Linked DNA regions of Hordeum vulgare: region 2 is linked to region 1. The links are chromatin contacts, called in public Hi-C maps. All regions are on one chromosome and are shown on one strand. Each heading gives the region's core, a stretch centred on a gene start, on an enhancer-like site or on the middle of the called end of the contact. The rest is flanking DNA. Distances are from core to core; before and after follow the strand shown.

Region 1 (6,152 bases), core at 425-2,924:
CGCCGCCGAGGCTCTGCACGCGCAACAGAAACACTCGTCAGTCCCCGCCACCGTACAGACAGCCGCATGCAGAATCGACGGGGCGTGAGGCGCGGCTGACCTTGGAGAAGGGCGCGGTGTAGAGGAGCGCGGCGGATGGAGAGGTGACGGAGCGACGAGCACAACCGGCGGCGGCAGCGAGGATCGGGATCGGGATGGGGAGGGAGTTGGGAGTGGGGGAGGCGGAGACGTGTGCTCGTGTTAGCGATTTTTTTTTCCGTTGGGCTGATTTCTGGGCCACGTCGAACGCCGGGTGGGCTGCCTGTTTTACGCGCGTGTGTCAATCGTACGTGGAAGGTGATCGAGGTTGAACCATCACGACGGCAGATCCTCCTTTAATAGTAGAGATACGTGGGCTGGATCATTAGTTAAGTAAGGAAAAAAAAGGAAAGGATTTCGCCCATGCAAGTCAGCAGAAAAATTGAACCAAATCTCGATGAGAAGCAACAGAGTACGAGAGGTGGGAGGTGGGTGTACCGGAGGCGAGTTGGGCTGGTTTGGCCCTGACGGTATTGCGGGCGAGGAGGCGGCAGAAGGTCACAGCGCGGTCGCCCTGCAGCAACGTCCCCAGCAGCTTAACCCCTTCCTGCAGCCACGTCCCCACGTCCCCAGCAGCTTAACCCCTTCCTGCAGCAGCAACATGGCACATCACAGAGGTCATCGTCGGAGCAGATTTGGGGGCAGAGCAAAGGAGAAGGGAGCAGGGTACTCATATCGCGGGGCCTGACGCGGTCGGAGGCGAGCTTTTGGACGACCTCCTCGACGTCGCGCGCGGTCGCCATGGCACAACGCCCACGGCAGCCAGATGGAGGCGGCCTCCTCCTCCTGACCGAGCATGGCAACGACGACAGCCACATGGAAGGGTCCTCCCTCCTCCCGCTGCTATCCGGTCCTCCCTCCTCCCGCTGTTATCCGGTCCTCCCTCCTCCCGCTGCTATCCGGTCCTCCCTCCTCCCGCTGCTATCCGGTCCTCCCTCCTCCCGCTGCTATCCGGTCCTCCCTCTCTCTTATCTCTTTCTCTCCCCCTCTCTCTCTTTCTCTCCCCCCTCTCTCTACCAAGGCGGGCGCAACGAAAGGGGGGGGGGAGTACCTGCGGCGGGGCCGACACGGCCGAGCGCGACGACCCGCTGGCTGGCGATCCAGAAGTGGCTGTGCGGGAGCAGGCTGCACCCTTCGCCGCCCAGGCTCTGCACGCGCAACAGAAACACTCGTCAGTCCCCGCCACCGTACAGACAGCCGCATGCAGAATCGACGGGGCGTGAGGCGCGACTGACCTTGGAGAAGGGCGCGGTGTAGAGGAGCGCGGCGGATGGAGAGGTGACGGGGCGACAAGCACAACCGGCGGCGGCAGCGAGGATCGGGATCGGGATGGGGAGGGAGTTGGGAGTGGGGGAGGCGGAGACGTGTGCTCGTGTTAGCGATTTTTTTTCCGTTGGGCTGATTTCTGGGCCACGTCGAACGCCGGGTGGGCTGCCTGTTTTACGCGCGGGTGTCAATCGTACGTGGAAGGTGATCGAGGTTGAACCATCACGACGGCAGATCCTCCTTTAATAGTAGAGATTAACATACACGTGGAGTAGTGTGAACCCTAAAAAAAAAACGTGGAATACTGTGAAGAAGAGCATACAGCCGCTCGGACCCACAGAGCCTGCGAGGAGGAGCGACCATCTGGATTTGGGACATCTCTCGAAACCTCGTCTTGTCCTCCTCGGAGCCGGCGGCGAAGCGGCGGCGCTCTTCTCGACGACTGCCTGGAGGAGACGAACCCGCACATAAGTCCGCGTGGATTCAAGGTAGGCTTTGCTGAATCCCAGTCGAACCTATGCCTAATTTTTGGCCGGATTAGCAGGCTAGGGTTTCGTCCGCGTTTTAGCAATTGTGTCGATTCCCAGTTCGAAATCTTGGGAGAAATCCGTCCATGTCCCCTGTACTGCAGCACATTTTTTCTCCCACTTCTTCTTTGGTAGGAAGAAGCGGGTCTAGGGGATCGCTCCTGCTTCGTTGCAAGCCTGGGGTAGTACTATTGTGGTCAGAACTTGAGGCTTCCGTTGCACGGCTTTGATGTTTATGTTTACATGATGGCATGTAGTATATCAATTCATTTGCATTTTTATTCAAGAACATTAGTCTTATTCTATCTATTTTTTCTGTAGAAAATGGATGAGAAGCCATACGATGGTGAAGTATTAACTCGTCGAGTTGAAGAACTCCAGCGGGGTACTCACTCATATTTGTCATATATAAGATTGTCATTCATTTGTTTATACATTAGGTGATAACCCTAAATACTGCTTGTTTGCTGTGCCAATTGAAGTTGTTTGCATTAGATAAAACACTTCGGCCTGCAGATTAGTTTGGCTACATTGTTTTCTTTGTGCAAGTAGTTCAATTCAGTGCCCTCACTTACCCCTTTTTGGAATGGAGGTACTCCATTGGAAATTCAAGGGGGAATAGTACTAGTTCCTGGTTTCCTTCAGTAATTACTTCAAGATATAAAAGTGATATATACTCTGATATAAAGCGATATGTACTCCATTGGAAATTCAAGGGGGAACTCTAGCCTATGCACTTCAAGATATAAAAGCGATATGTACTCCATTGGAAATTCAAGGGGGAACTCCAGTCTATGCACTAGAGTTCCTTCCCTGATAATATGTACCCTGTCATAACTTAGCTATTCTCACATATTTGAGTAGATATTTTTTGCGAAGGATGTACTAGTTATTTTTAAAATTTTGTTCACTTTGTTAGCGGTGGCTTGCTGTACAAATTGGGAAAATACATGAAGTAGCTGCTGAAGTCCTTGGCTAATTCTGTTACATACATTGTTTCTGATAGACATTTAATGAGTCTTTATAATATTTCCAACCTTCTACAGCTTCGTTCAGCCATAGGAGTATTTCAGTATGCAGCAGTGTTGCTTCCTTTGGATACCATGTGTACATGGATAACATGTTGGGAAGTGGAAACTATTGGCAGATGTTACTAGTAATCAGAGATTTTCGATGGAAGATCAATGTGCCTATTTTCTCATACTTCAGATTGATGTCCTTTTGAATGGAGAGAACACCATGTTCTGTTTTCTCAAAGCTGCTAATGTAGACTATTGTTTTGGGAATAGTTCTAGTTTTCATTCTCTATTTCTTTTTTGGGTGGGATAGGTGCACACTTATTGATTGAAATATTCTTTGGCAGAACGTGATGAACTGAGAAAAGATATCGAGCAATTATGTATGCAACAAGCTGGGCCGGGTTATGTTTCTGTTGCAACTCAAATGCTTTCTCAGAGGTGCTACTATATGTTCTGTCCATGTTCCATCGTTATCATTGTAGCGGAAGTAAACCAATGTTTTGTTTTAACTATCCAGGACAACAGCTCTGGAGCAGGATATTGAGATCCTTCAGAAGAAGTTAAGTGGATGCTTAAGAGAGAACCAAAATTTGCAAGAGGAGCTTGCTGAGGCTTATCGAGTTAAGGTGTGCTTCTCTTCCTTGCTGTACTATTGTTTCTATCTGCATTTCTTTTTCTTTCTTCTAATGAGTGCGTTAATTAAATTTCAGAGCCAGCTTGCTGATTTATATGGTGCTGAGCTATCAAAGGTTTCATACTTTGACTTGTACAATTGACTGTTGTTGTTTTGTCAACAATGTTGTAACTTCTGCTGACCAATGTTTACTGGCAGATAATTTTATACTTGTTCTCCATCATCCACGTACGAGCAGTACAGGGAGTGCAGTCCCTTGAGCTTGAACATGGAATGACATATCTATGCTCACTTATAGCTAGAACCCACATATCATTCAGACAGTGCACAACTAAGCAAAGGGCCCCCAAACAAATCCACTAATAGTTGTGCTTAGTCAAAATCTGCAGCCTGAAAGTGAAGTACCATTTCAAGCATGATAGGCATATTCAGAGTCTTGGTTAGTCTTTTTTAGTGAAGGAACCCTTTGGGGCTTTTGCTTAACATTAATTTCACTTCAGTTAAATTGAAATAGACAATAAAGGCCTCATATGCTTAATATTTTGTGGAATTTAGGTCACTAATTCTTTAACCTCCTAAAGTTCTGTTTACAAGCAATCTAGCTTATTGTGGAAATGACCCTCTATCCTGCAATGACAATGCAGACCAAGGAGCTAGAGCAGCAAGTGAGGTTTTTCCAGAGCAGCGTTGCTCAAGCATTTGCTGAACGAGATGGTTCATTGTTGGAGGTTCTTCTTGATTTACTTATTAAGTCAATTTTGCATCTAAAGATAATGCTTTACATGACATTTGAAATTGGTAGTGTGAGAAAGCAAAGGAGCGAGAAGAAGCAGGGTTAAAAGTGTGCGCTACCTTTGAGGAAAGGTACTATTACTCATTTCCTATTTCACATGTCTTCAATTGTCCTCTGGTATTTAAGATATAATTGGTTTAAAAAAGGAAGATGAAATGTTAATGTGTTGTTTCACTAAGTTCCCCAGAGGAGAGTATAATGGAAACTGACTGGTATCTACAATATTAAAGATCTTAGCAAATAGGTGGTCTTGCAGGGTTTTTCTTTTTGGATGTGAGTTCGTTGGTTGTAAAATGGCCAGCATCCGATATCAATGATGGCTGGTGCATTGGCAGACTTGCAACTGCACACATTATGGAACACATCCTAATTAAAAAAAAGCTAGCAGTTAAGTTTTGACAATGTTCTCTTGTTTAGTGAGGAAAGTGGAAGCTTAGACCATGTACGACGCTAGGAGCTTAGAGTAGTGCTTAAAAAAACATTTTTTTCTTAAGCACCAGTGCTTATTTATATGAGAGGTGTCTAAAGCAAAACCTATTTCATTCTTCTAAGCACCCGTACTCTACAAATAACAACTAGTGCTTAAAGCAAAACCGCTTTATTTTTCTAAGCACCTAGCACTGTGCATGGCCTTATTCTGCCAGTGAGTAAATTTTCTTAACTTTCGGTGCGTCGGGTGCGAGTTAAAATTTGTGCTGCCCATCTCTAAACAAGATATGCATATACCATACTAAATTTTTCAACACAAAGTTTAACTGTTCATTCGTTACGCAGTTATGTCGTTAGGGTGGTGACCACAAAACTTATTCTTTCTGTTTCTGCATCTGGTAGTTTCTTAAATCGCAACTACACTTCACATAGGCTTTATTTAAGTATCCCACATTCAACATTGGAATGGAAAATGACCTAGATTTGCCGCACGTTTGAGATAAGTGCAGAGCATAATGATTGTTAATTGGCAGGATGAGAGAATATCAAACTGCAATGGAAGATCAGAAACGTTTGAACGATGCCTTGCAAATGGAGTTGACAGAGCTAAAAGCGCATACAGAATCTTCCTTGAATGTAAGCATGCCTTTGATTTCTTCATTGCTATTACTACCAGCATAAAATCTGTGCAAGTTCGCTTGAAAGGATTTTTTTTCATACTTACTGAAAAAGTACCAGATTTTAGTTGAGAGAACTAAAAGTAGCAAGTCTCTCTTGGATGTGCACATGTTTTGTGTGGTTGTGTCTACTATGATTATCTGGTAAATTTTTCTGTTCAACGAGGGATTTAATGGGAAAATCTTACCACTATAAGTCTGTAAATTTTGCTTTCGTTTCTGCCACAGGGCTGTGTCACTCAATTGTGGGCCCAAAGAGAATGAAGAAACGAAATGCAAAAAATGCCTTGATGTCAAAATCCTGAACAATGTCAGGATTTAAATAGTCCTGCCCAACCTTCTAATTTAAATTGAGCTAAGCAGGACTAGTATATTATCGAGTGTTTTTGATGGACTCCTGAGTGTAAAATTATTTCCTTGACCTACTGCATATTTTTTATTTCTAATCTATGTGGTTGTCTGTACCTCGCCATCTACGCTCAGTATATTTAGATTAAAAAAATTTGCAATTATGACCTGCCCTCTTTCATGCTGATTTGATGTGTTGCCAGTTTGCATCATTTGCACCACCCAGTATGTCAGAATTGATCCTTTCTTGATTGGGAATTTGATGTTTGATTCTGTTTCAGGTTATTAAAAAATTCTATGAAGTTCGTTACAGAGAATGTGAATGCCCTTCAAACATTACTTTTGAAGAGAAATGTTCGATTCTTCTAGATGATTCTGCTG
Region 2 (5,494 bases), core at 321-2,820, 560 kb before region 1:
ATTCTGTACCCATTTTCCTCTTCTTTTGTTTGCACCTTGAGATACGACCATAGAATCTCATGGCCCTGTTTGTAGCTTTAGAATCAGGTGGGGGAGGATATTACAATTCCGATAGTGAAATGGTGTATAATGCACATTTGTGTCAGTCTAACATTTTTACCAAAATACCATTGGAGATTGACTGCTTTATCATGCAGATAAATTGCTCTCGCATTCCATTCTGTGAAGGGCAAGAGACATAAGCTATTTTACACACTACATAGGCACACACATCGTAAGCAGACCTGAAAATTTACAATGTTACAGTAGATTTGTAAATATTTAGATCACCCTCCATACTAATGCAAACATAGCTACTGGCAAGCATATACATGTTTATGCAGACATAGCTACATAGGTAGTGGAAATCTGTTAAGCACATATATGTATCTTAGTAACCTGACCTCGATCCTGACAGCTTGAACCTTCAATAGCAGGAACGTTCTCCATTACCATAACCAAATTGTGGAGCTAACATTTTGAGATCACCATTGTCCATCTTCCAGATTACCCCGGGAGGGCAGTAGTGATCTCCTATAGTGAATGGCAGCAGAGGAGATGGGAGATTGCTGCATGATGTATCATCAATGGGCAGCATGGCCGGTGCCTCTATCTCCTTCCATATCTGGTCCATAGAATATCCATCCATGACACTCTGGTTGCTCTTAAGTACACTTGAGAAGCAGGTAGTGCCATTATGAGTGCTGCTTTCATCCATCCTGATTATTGGTGCAGTTTCAAGGAGGCAGGATTGGTATGTAAATGATGATGAGGAGGAAGAAGGTGACATGTCTGTCTTCCTCTCCTGTGCTTTCTTCCTCATGTGTGTCCTCCAGTAGTTCTTGATCTCATTGTCCGTACGCCCTGGCAGTCTGCGTGCTATTCTAGACCACCTATACATAGAGAGGATGTTAGTGTGTTTCACCTGTTTTAGATGAAAAAAGGCTGCTTTAGTAAGATCTTCTTTTGGACCAAACCTGTTACCCCATCGAGCATGGAGCTCAATAATAAGGTGTTCCTCTTGCGGCGACATGCGCCCATGCTTGAGGCCAGGGTGGAGGTAGTTGACCCACCTGAGGCGGCAGCTTTTGCCTGTCCTGTTAAGTCCTACATGGTCATAGATAAGGTGATGTATGAAGATAGTTGGTTAGAGATAATGATATTGCGTGCTGTTTGCATCTTTGTGCCAAGGATTGCAAAAATGGCTACCTAATTTGCAGGTCTCCCACCCCTCAAACCTGAGACTTTGGCAACGAAATCCCAGCGGCGATCACCGAACAGGCGGACAGTGCATACCAGTTGCAGGTCCTCCTGCTCTGTCCATGGCCCCTTGCGCATCTCATCTTGCACTGTCACCATCACTAGCGTTGTTCGCTTCTACCTTGGATGGGCTGGGAGCCTGCCTTGTTGCTCTCCCTCCTCTGTGTGCTTGTGGGCTCCAGTTTCAGGCTTATATCCTTGATGAACTCCAGCCTGATGGGAAGAAGGTTGGTATTAGTGAAAGGAAGCCACTTTGTCTTAGTTGTGCACTGGTTTGATGGCTCTTGCCTCTCATTTATAGACAGGACAAGAAGGCTCTCGTGGGGCCTCTTTGCGTGGTGGGCCTGATATAGAGAATCATCGATGAGGTTGTCCTTGGATTAAAATTGCCTTCCCTTGTCTCTTGCTCTATGGTACAAACTGCAGAAGGGTATGGTACTACATATACTGGATTTGGATTGCATCTAACTCTTGTTTCTTGCCGGTTTACTCTATGAGTTGACTTCACCAGTTTTGATTAATAGCACACTCATGTTCCCCCAAAAAGTAGAGCAATCTGTGCATGTAAGTTGTGGTTCATTATTTTGTGTGTAGGCATATTTACGAAAATTACTTTTGAAGTGAAGGCAAAGACATGCAATTTTGTTAACTGAAATGCAAAATAAATGAAGCAAACCGTAAAACGTGATGTATTTTCATAACCATTTGTTGAGTAAGTGTATGCTTATTTCCCTTTTACTTGATTTGAAATATTTTAGTACTCATTTTCTTATGTACAGATATATGCACTTCATTTAAATAATTAGTCCAAAGGCACGACGAGCAGGTATTATTATGTTTCTCAAAAGTAGAAAGAGAAAACATAATTACTCTGGGTTCCATTTTCTATACTTCTATACAATAATTTCATGCTCTTAGCTTTAGCATCAAATTCTTTGGCAAAACAAACGGCAAGTTTGAAGTCTGAACTGGACTGTTGCGGGTGCGTGTTTCTTACAGGAACTTCGTTGGGAACCTATAATCTTTTACATCCGGATACTGCAGTTCGAGCATGCTGATACGGACCACCTCAATATTTTTGTTTCTACATGGTTCACATGCATTTTACAAATGGATCTTGACAGATCTTTATGAATCAGAAAACCCCCGATACTGTGTGTTGTTTATGGAAAATTCAATAGTATGTTCTCATTTTGGTTACTTCTTAGACTCTTAGTAGATAATAAGCTGTGAAGTATGTCTGTTGAGAATTGTTTTATGCTAGTCCATGAGTGTCCCTACTTGCTTTAGGGACATATATTCGTAGACTCGTAAGACTCACAGGCCACATATGCTAGTCTACGATCTTTACACAAATCAGGCTACATATGTAGGTTGACATAATCTTCTCTCGATTCTTCCGTATTTTATTTCTCCTGGATGTGAAAAGCATGTTTCCTTTCTGCCAGCCATTATCATTGGCATAGGGGACTTTATCTTTTCCTTTCTTTTCAGTCATTATCTCACACACAACAAAATATCTCGGGCTATACACAACTCCAACACAAAGTATGCGATTGCACGACTTGCCACTCAATACGCAATAAGAGCAAGTTTTTGTGCATCTATACTGACTACTATAGTGAGCTATGTAGTGGATATGCACTATACTGATGTTGTTTCCCTTTTAAATGCTTGGGTATTCCTTTCGTCGGATTTGGTTCATATACATAGGCCGTCTGTGCTATATTGAGACGCCCTTGGTTATTGAATATGACCAAAATGTAACTAGATACTCGATCTTGCGTAGATCCCAATTTCCACTCATTTGCTGACTTCTGTATACTACATCCGCCTTCATGGAGGCAGTAGCTAAGAAAAGTCAGGCAGGTATGTGGACAGTAGGGTCATAAGCAGTATTTTATCCTCATGGCCTAACTTCTCCATTGCTATGGAATTAATTATTTTTTTGTTTCTTTCTGGAGGTTCCCTCAGCACAAAAAGATAAATACAATTTTTCCATGACCAGGAGCAAGCCAGGAAGGCATGGAAGCAGCACTGATGTGGAGGCCACCAACCTGTCAATCTTGCAGTCCACTTTGTGCTCTACACCTTTTTATCTTGGGCATCTTTACTTCTGAAGGCTCCCCATACACTGCAGTTGTTTTCGCATCTGAGCTCTTCTCGCTTGCTTCTTCATTGGAACACTGATCAGTCATCATCAGTGTGGTGACAATTAGTAGTTCCTCTTCCTATGCCCATTGAATGCATCACGTAGGTCAGGTCCTTTTCTCATATATATATGTGTCTCAAAATCCTTTCATTTTTTTTGAGAGATCCTTCCAAAAAAATTATGCTCCTTGGCCTTTGGAAAGAAGGCTAAAATGTCTTCTGAAAATAAATGCTTGGGCTCACTTATGTTTCTTCTCCTTTTCTTTAATACATTTTGGCTATAACCTTGAAGTTCACCTACATATTTTGTTTTCGAGAAAAAGCAAAGCTTGCGTTTCTATCTATTGAAATCGGAGAACCACATGTTCTTTTCTTTGCACCGCACAAGTTTTCCATCAATTCTTGTGTTTCTCAGTGTCAACCTGAACCTTGTGGCGCATGTACGTTGCCAACTCACTAGTGCAGTCTAACAAAAAAAATCAAGTCTTATTGCTATGCTTAGCAAATACTCCCTCCGTTCACAAATACAAAATGTTTTGGATGTTTTAATATGGAGTACATACAGACTGGAACGAGTGAACAAACACACTAAAACATGTCTATATACATCTGATTCAGAAACAAGTAAGAACGTCTTATATTTGTTAACGGAGGGAGTAATTGGTAAAATGCAATAATGGGTTTATATATAGCCCATGACTTGGTATGTGAATTCTTGCAGGGTGGTGAAATTGACCAGAAAGTGGGTAGCAGGGGTTATTGCCTTTGGTAGGATAAGATGGTGAAATGTTCTTAGATTAGGATATTCTTGCTTTCGCTTGAGCAGATTGATTTTTGGTTCGTTTTAATTCTCCATTTCTTGTGGTGTACATCAGTTGCCAGGAGATAACTCTCTTCCTATGATGATGGTGACCACCACAAACCACGAGACGACGGATGCGTCAAGTTCATTTCAAAGATTATGGTGACAAGCACTGTAAGTATTCAGAGATTTTACACCTGGAGTGGTTATCTGTGAAATGGTAGAAAAAACCATGACTTCCGACGGATGATGTGAGCTTGTGGTGCTCTGATCTCGGTGATGATGTGGATGCCCGTGGCCGCTGAATTTCCACTCTTTTTATCCTGATTTCGCATGTGGGGGTGGGGGTGGGGGTGGGGGTGGGGGTGGGGGTGACGACGGCGACGGCGACGGAACCAAAGCCCACCACCCAATTCCGTGTGATTTGGTGTCACCCCGCTCAAAGTAGGAGCAAAAGCAGCGTCCACTGGATGTTGGAAAATTAAGGATATATGCTTTTTGGCCTGCGCCGTGAGGTTTAATGACACATGATGGGATTATGGATTGACGCGACCGGGGTGCACCTGTCATGCCATAGGGCTTAGTGGATGTCATCTTATCGTCGACGTACGCCACCATTAGCGGAAAGGAAGAAGATCGCCGTGTGGCCATGATCTTGACATGTGGATCGCTACTACTAGTACTAGAGAACGGTGCAGTTGGTCTGGATGGTCATTAGGCCCGTCCAATATGTGTCACCAGCTATAGTTCTTTTATACGGTGAATAGTAGATGAGCATGTGCCCCAGAGTTGGCTGTCTATCACCGACCAGATGCCAGCCTTGTTTGTTGTTACTTCCTCATTTCTATTTAGATCAACTCCAACCTTGTGACCCAAACAGACGTCCGTTTTGTTTGTTTTTTTATCCATTTGAATCGGTGTGTCCATCCTTTATTGAAAATGGATCGGTACGATCCATTTTTCGTCAGTGCTAAACATTTTTCAAAGGTAAAAAAAGATCTACGGCCATATATCATGCTAGCGGCCATGCCAGCGTCAAGAGTTTACGCCAGTGGTTGGCATACATATGCCAGGCTAAAAAAACGTAGTTTTTGAGCTGAGCGCACTTGCCAGCGGGCGGGCACACAAGAGCACACAAAATGAGGATGTAGTTTCACTATGCCATCTCGTTCGTGGTCTTCATGCCCGCATACCACGTCATGGATCACTTGTCATTGAGGTTGAGCATGTCTTCCTGCATCT

What was found. Hi-C and Micro-C count contacts between places; a contact is called where the count stands out from the background.
Region 2: a contact with region 1 is called in a Hi-C map of seedling, with 3 times the contacts expected there. The contact joins the promoter of LOC123448284 here to the promoter of LOC123448282 in region 1. A contact is called at or near these places in 3 of 6 Hi-C or Micro-C datasets (leaf and seedling).

Annotation. Positions count from the first base shown.
Region 1 is chr4H:163,666,422-163,672,573 of MorexV3_pseudomolecules_assembly, reverse strand. It overlaps LOC123448282 (ciliary rootlet coiled-coil protein 2), which reads left to right and starts at 1,674. Exons shown (of 18, transcript XM_045125132.1): 1 at 1,674-1,832; 2 at 2,193-2,256; 3 at 3,235-3,328; 4 at 3,408-3,516; 5 at 3,601-3,639; 6 at 4,169-4,252; 7 at 4,327-4,388; 8 at 5,280-5,382; 9 at 6,053-6,152. The coding sequence starts at 2,196.
Region 2 is chr4H:164,226,841-164,232,334 of MorexV3_pseudomolecules_assembly, reverse strand. LOC123448284 (myb-related protein MYBAS1-like) reads right to left here and starts at 1,570. Exons shown (of 3, transcript XM_045125137.1): 1 at 1,278-1,570; 2 at 1,017-1,146; 3 at 193-932. The coding sequence starts at 1,398. The coding sequence ends at 467. LOC123448285 (a long non-coding RNA gene) reads left to right here and starts at 1,976. Exons shown (of 2, transcript XR_006631649.1): 1 at 1,976-4,426.